2 separate regions of the Ovis aries genome follow, and region 1 is linked to region 2. The links are chromatin contacts, called in public Hi-C maps. All regions are on one chromosome and are shown on one strand. The core of a region is the stretch at or near the end of the contact, and the rest is flanking DNA. Distances in the headings are between cores, read along the strand shown.

The links. Hi-C and Micro-C count contacts between places; a contact is called where the count stands out from the background.
Region 1: a contact with region 2 is called in a Hi-C map of muscle, with 3 times the contacts expected there. The contact joins two enhancer-like sites. A contact is called at or near these places in 4 of 16 Hi-C or Micro-C datasets (mixed tissues, muscle, skin fibroblasts and 1 more).

What each region holds. Positions count from the first base shown.
Region 1 is chr19:56,394,286-56,397,662 of ARS-UI_Ramb_v3.0, reverse strand. It overlaps LOC132658191 (a long non-coding RNA gene), which reads right to left. Exons shown (of 2, transcript XR_009597461.1): 2 at 1-3,377. Among named protein-coding and RNA genes, the nearest start is that of RAF1, 15 kb to the left of the region's middle. Within about 2 kb of position 2,127, at least 18 of the 54 cell types and tissues checked have an H3K27ac peak or open chromatin away from gene starts, as enhancers often do. A contact at or near this core is called in muscle, where this site is marked.
Region 2 is chr19:56,476,982-56,480,144 of ARS-UI_Ramb_v3.0, reverse strand. RAF1 (Raf-1 proto-oncogene, serine/threonine kinase) reads right to left here. Exons shown (of 19, transcript XM_060402677.1): 13 at 769-853; 14 at 1-149. Among named protein-coding and RNA genes, the nearest start is that of MKRN2, 45 kb to the left of the region's middle. Within about 2 kb of position 1,379, at least 8 of the 54 cell types and tissues checked have an H3K27ac peak or open chromatin away from gene starts, as enhancers often do. A contact at or near this core is called in muscle, where this site is marked.

The sequences.
Region 1 (3,377 bases), core at 878-3,377, 83 kb after region 2:
GCAGAAGGTCAAGACCACAGTTGCTGGGTTACCTCTTAAGATTCTTTGCAGTGTTGGGGGTCATAATTGTCCGGGTCATATTTTTACCTATTAGCATTATCCGAGGGTCAAGCCATCAGTTGTATTTGAAAAAGGGATTCTAGCAAATGGTTAACTAAAGTGTAAAGGTTAACAATCTGAGTTTGATTCTTGGTTCTGCCATTTGCTAGCTGTATGATCCTGGGTAAGTCGTTTAATGTTGAGCCTCAGTTTCCTCATCTATAGAATGGGGATAATATAGCACCTACTTCATAGGGTTGTTATGAAGACTTAATGAGTTTATGGGGCTTCCCTTGTAGCTCAGTCGGTAAAGAATCTGCCTGCAATGCAGGAGACCCAGGTTCAATCCCTGAGTTGGGAAGATCCCCAGGAGAAGGAAATGGCAACCCACTCCAGTATCCCTGCCTGGAAAATCTCATGGACAGAGGAGCCTGGTGGGCTGCAGTCCATGGGGGTCGCAAAGAGTCAGGCACGACTCAGCAACTAACACTTACTTAATGTGTTTATATATGTAAACCATTTAGAACAGTGCCTGCCACATGGTAAGAACCATATATTATTACCACCACAGGGTGACCCTAACATTTGGAAGAAAATTTTTTTGTGTGTAATCAACAAACCACTGATTCTTAAAAACTCTGTGCTTCCAGATTTGGCGGCCACTGCACATGTGCTGCTGCTGCTGCTAAGTCGTGTCTGACTCTGTGCAACCCCATGGACGGCAGCCCACCAGGCTCCTCTGTTCTTGGGATTCTCCAGGCAAGGACACTGAAGTGGGTTGCCATTTCCTTCTCCAATGCATGAAGTGAAAAGTGAAAGTGAAGTTGCTCAGTGTGCCCAACTCTTAGTGACCCCGTGGACTGCAGCCTACCAGGCTCCTCTGCTAGATGTTTTTAAATACCGTACCTTCTTAAATCTTTCCCGTTGGTCCTGTAAGCTTTGCTTTGAAAGTGAAAGTCATTCGGTCAAGTCCGACTCTTTGTGACCTCATGGACTTAGTCCATGGAATTCTCCAGGCCAGAATGCTGGAGTGGGTAAGCCTTTTCCCTTCTCCGGGGGACCTTCCCAACCCAGGGATCAAACCCGGGACTCCCACATTGCAGGCGGATTTTTTTACCAGCTGAGCCACAAAGGAAACCCACGAATACTGGAGTGGGTAGCCTATCCCTTCGCCAGGGGATCTTCCCTACCCAGGAATCGAACCGGGGTCTCCTGCATTGCAGGTGGATTCTTTACCAACTGAGCTATGAGGGAAGCCCTAGGTTTGCTTTTAGAAGCTCCATTTCACCAAAAAGAAAACAAAGAATCAGAGAGGTTAAGTTACCTCTCCAAGATCACACAGCTTGAAAGGGCCAGGGTCAAGACTCCAGTCTCCTCGGCTTGGGCTATTTCTACTCCATCTCAGGCCGGCACCTCCGGAGTGTCTTTCTCAGTCCCCAGAGGCACCCTGTGACCCACTGAGAGTGGAAAATTTCAGCCCTGTTCCAGAGGGCAGGCTCCTCCCTGGCCCCGACGCTGCCGCCTACCCCGCTGATTTATAGAGAAGGTGGGGAGCATTCCCCATATTCCAATCCCACCCTGACCCGGGATTCCTAAAGTGGAGAGACAGGCAGACTGTGGGCTCCGCCCCCTGAGAACTCACAGCGGGGGTGGCGGGCCGGGCGGGGCGGAGCAGGTGTGGGAAGAGCGCAGAGCCTCAGAGCGAGAGGCCTGCCTCGCGTTTACAGTCCCGGGGTAAACAGCGGCCCGCAATTCCCTCCAACGCTGCTGCTCGGGTCCGCGCCCCAGAGTCTCTTGGACGCCTCCATCCAGGCTTGTTCTACCGGACGATCAACGCGTGCGGAGTGTGCAGCGCGACCTGTTTCTAAATAGATCTCATTTGGGCCGGGCCTTTGAAAGCCAGCCAAAGGCCCCAACCTAAAATAGTCAGCCTACTGCCCTGTTATTTTCACGGCTTAAAAAAAAAAAAAAAAAAAAAATCCTTCCAAAGCAAAGCAAGTATTTTTCTCTCAGGCCGGCTTAGAATAGCAACACCTATTTACTCGGAGGGAGGAGACTGCTGGGCGAGTTTCAGCGCCCGGGTGATTATCCAGACCGGGGGACCCAGTACAGTCGGCCCTCGAGAGAGGGTTCCCCATCAAGGGCGGGGTCCTAGGTCTTTACCCCAAGGACTCCTCCAGCCCCTGCCCCACCCCAGTACCCAATCCATATCCTGTCCCCCGACCTCCAACACACACTTCACTTTCTAAGCTGCTCCTGGTCCTCCAGGTCATGACGGCAGGCCGGGCTTTCATGCTGGGTGTCTCCCTTCAGCCTTCAGACCATCTGCAACCTTCACTCTTTGCTTCTCTCCGTGGCCAGAGAATGAATTTTCCGTGGCCCTGTGGCTCCCAACCGGAAGAGCTCCCATCAGCCATGAATCATAATCACAACTAGATTTTTGGGAGTGCTCACTGGCTGTCAGAAACCATGCTAAGCATTTCTCCTCTGTTATCTCAATTAAGTTTTTAAGCCTGCTGTTCTAGGAGGTTCTCATTTTGCAGAAAACTGAAGTGCCCAGGGTCACACAGGCAGAGGACAAAGGCTGGCAGATCTGAACCCACCCGAATGGCTCCCTGTGTGAGTTCTAGATCATTCTCTCATCATTGTAGCTTTTCAGTACATACAGATGATAATACCCCATCTTGTATTACACATACTTGTGACCATCTGCTAACATGACCCCCAAATGCTACTACTTCTAGGGAGGGGCTGGGAGTGAAAGTTTGAGACATTTTTTTTTTTTACTTGTTTCTTTACATGTTCCCGTTTGTGTTTTTTTATGAGCATGTATTTTTATTATCATCAGAAAAACAAACAATAGTTTGAGAAAAATAAGGAGGAGCAAGGGCTCAGTGTCTCTGGCAGAGGTGGCGCGTATCGAGGCTGACAGCACACCACTCAGGAGCCGGAGCCCCAGCACTGCCACTTCCCAGCTGTGTGACCTTGGGTAGCTCCCCTAGCATCTCTGTGTGTTTCCTCACTTACGGAATTGGAGGCTAATAATAGCATCTATCTCATAGGCTGGGCAGGAGGATGAACTCATTAAAAGTGCTTGAGGCAGCATCGGGAACACTGTAACAAGCCTGCCAGTAGCCAACACCTCAGAGCGCAGAGGAAATAAAAAGGGATGCAAAAGCAAAGCCCCCAGGGCCCCAGCAAGTGTGAGAGGTCAGCAGCTATCAGGACTCCAAGGGGTAAGGCTTGTGGCAATCAGCAAAGTACGCAACTGTGGCAGGAAGGGGCTGCAGAGGGCTGCTTTCCTTGGCTGTGCTGGGCCTGAGTTGCTACGCACTTTC
Region 2 (3,163 bases), core at 130-2,629:
TGTCGATCAGCTGGAACATCTGGAACTTGGTCTCCTGGACATGCAGGTGCTTGTAGAGGCTGCTGCCCTCGCACCACTGCGTCACGATCGCCAGGTTGTCCTTCGTCATGTACCCCATGAAGAGCAGGATGTTCACGTGCCGGGTTTTGCTGGAGGAGGGGGAACAAAAGGCTCTGTGCTTCTGCAGACAGGGAGGTGCATCCTGCCCCCGAGCGCAGCTGGTGTGCTACCGACACCTCCGCACTTACAACCCCGGGGCTTGCAAAGCAAGCATGGCAGACTGCGCCCACACAGCCGCTGCTCTGGGCTAGCAGGGCGGCCACCCGGGTGCCGGCCTGGACGGCAGAGAAGGCGTCCCCTCCCAGCAGCACAGACCCAACAAGCACAGGGGTCACCCATCCACTCAGCCTAGTCCTGAGTTTAATCAGGGACTCCACAAAGACTGAAAAGCTGATGGTTTTGAAGTCCAAATTAAGGCCATTTGGCTATAAAGAGTTCTTGGAAATAAATATGAAAATAGAACCTATTTCTCCCTATGTCAAACCAAAACCCAGCAACAGAACCTGAGCTGTTGAGGTGGTGAGCCCAGAGGCTGAGGCGGTGGGAGGGCGGTGCCATCAAGCAGCTCTTCTCAAGGCCTAACGAGCACAGGAGCTGGAAGAAGGTTCCACTCCTTTCCACTCGAAAGGGAGCTCCACAGGAGCACGCCCCCAGAGGCAGGGCCCGCCCGCCCCTCCACAGCTCCACAGAGGCCCACTCTACACTCACCGGAGGACAGCCACCTCGTTCCTGAAGGCCTGGAACTGCTCTGGAGTGGGGTCAACAACCTTCAGAATCTTTACTGCAACATCTCCTGCAAATGAGTTTACAGTCAGTACAGCTGAATGATCTTAACTTCATTTTTCACGTACACTCGTCTGAGGAAGAGATAGTAAATCCCTTATTCAAAAATCACAGACCTACACAGGACAAATACTATGCCAATTTCTGAATTATTCAAGTGGCTGAAAAAAAAACAGGTTATACTACTATCCTTAAAACTCCACCCTAAGGCCCTGAACCGGCTCGGTTTCAGCTGTTCCTGTCAAGCCTGGCATCCCCGGTGGTGAGGTGACCGTCACAAGCTGGGCCCATAAGGATGAGAGCAGCAGGGTGTGAACCGCCCAGCAGATGCTGAGTCTCCGAGGCCAGAGGCTGGTGCCCAGAAGCGGGCCAGTGACGGCCCAGATGCTCCTTGCACAGATTCAAAGATCTGCATTGTAATGAAGCTCCTCTGCCTTCAATCCCATTAGAAACCAATCCTCTCAACGACCCCTGACCACTCACTAAGCCTGCACGCTGCCTCCACGGGGCGGCACTGCTCCAATCCTCAGCTGCCTTCTCCCTCTAGCACTGCTGACCTCACCCTATAAGCAATGCAGGGGCTAGGCCAGTTGGCCACGGTAGCACTGCCCAAAAAGCCAGAGCCAGACTAGAACCCCAGTCCAACAGCTGTACTTGTAACTAACATACTGTCAATCACTCTTCATGTAACTTCAGAAACACCCACAGAGCAACTCTATTTTATAGGTAAGGCTGATTTAGAAGCCACTTTCAGTAACAGTGCTGATGACAAACTGCCTGAAGCCCTACAGGGACGTCAGCTTTCAGGAAAAGCGATCAGACAGAGGATTCCAGCTCAGCGGCACCCCAGAGGTGACCGAGTTCCCCCGCATCCTGAGCCTGTGCCCGCAGCACCCTGGCACCTCTACTGGGGCACTCATTTCACTTTGGGGGGCACCAAATGGTAGAGAGATGGTTCTCATGACGGACTGCTGCCCTGCGATCTCTGCATCATGTGAAAATAAAATCACCTAACAGCAGCTTCCACACTGGTTCTTAACCAATTTCCTGCCACATGAATTTGCGGAGGGCCCAGGCTGCCTGTGGACGGCAGAGACGCACTGTGTTCAGAGCTGCCTTCTACCTGGGCAGATGGAGCTGGTGAACCGTGCAGCCCCGACCCCAAGTTCTGATGACGGACAAACGGACAAGAGCCTTCTGGGTAACTGTCCATTCTGGAGCATCTGAGCCAAGACAGAACGCAGGTGAGGGCGCTGACCCAGAGAGGAGCGAGTATGCCAGCAGAGAGGGTGGCGGTCTTCAGGGTGGCGGTCTTCGGAGGGAGATGGGAGGTCAGCCAAGGCAAGAGGCAGTTCTGGACGAGGAACACCAGGAGCAGTGAGGTGATGGGGAGGAGAGAGAGAGAGGCCAGGGAAACGCTAGCGTGTGCTGCGACGCCTGCAGGCCAGGAGGGGGCTGGGGGAGCCTGAAGCAGGCCCAGCTCGGCGCAGGCAGAGCTGACGGAGGGCTGTAAGGGACAGAGGCCAGAACCCCGTGAAAGTGAACTGGCTCAATGCGGCAGTCAGCCGAGAGGCAGGGCAGGGGCCAGGGTGGGCCGGGGCCAGGGTGGGCCGGGGCGGGACGCAAAGGGCCAGGCTTGGGAGGATGCGGGAGGGAGCCGGGCGAGGCTGGCCGCCCCTCGGGGGAACCACTCCCCACGCTGAGCCTGGTCGGCACGCCCTGCACGCCCTGCCCCCTCACGGCTCTCCTCCGGGCACACGCAGTCCCGGGTACACGGGCACATGCAGTCCCACTGTGGACTGATCAGCATGGCAACCGCAGAGAGGGCAGCAGCAGCCACACAGCTGCCCCAGCAACGCCCCCTGACCTGAGCTCAGCTGGCACCCTCCCCCTCTAGCCTCTACTTTCTGCAGCTGGGAACAAGACGGACTCCTGTTAAACAGTCATCTGTTCTCTGTTCCACCATCACTCTCTCTTAAGTCCAAACCCTACTCCCCAGGTCGTGCCCGTCACTGATGGGGAGACGGGACCCAGAGGCCCGCCAGCTCAGGTTAGCAGTTCTGCCAGCGGACTGTGCGTTAAGACTACAGTCTGGGTCACAGCACCCCCAAGAAGGCCATCACAGGGATCCAGTTTGCTGAGAACAATGGCCAAACAAGACAGGAAAACCGATTTCAACTCCCATACAAAAAGGCTCTCTGCTGGTGGGAACCGCCCAGAGCGAGGCTGAGTTTTCAGGTCACTCAGAAGCTCCCATCACTGGTCTTCAGGCCAAGGCTGGGCAGCCTCCTGAAGGCCAGGCAGAGTCCAGGATGCCCAC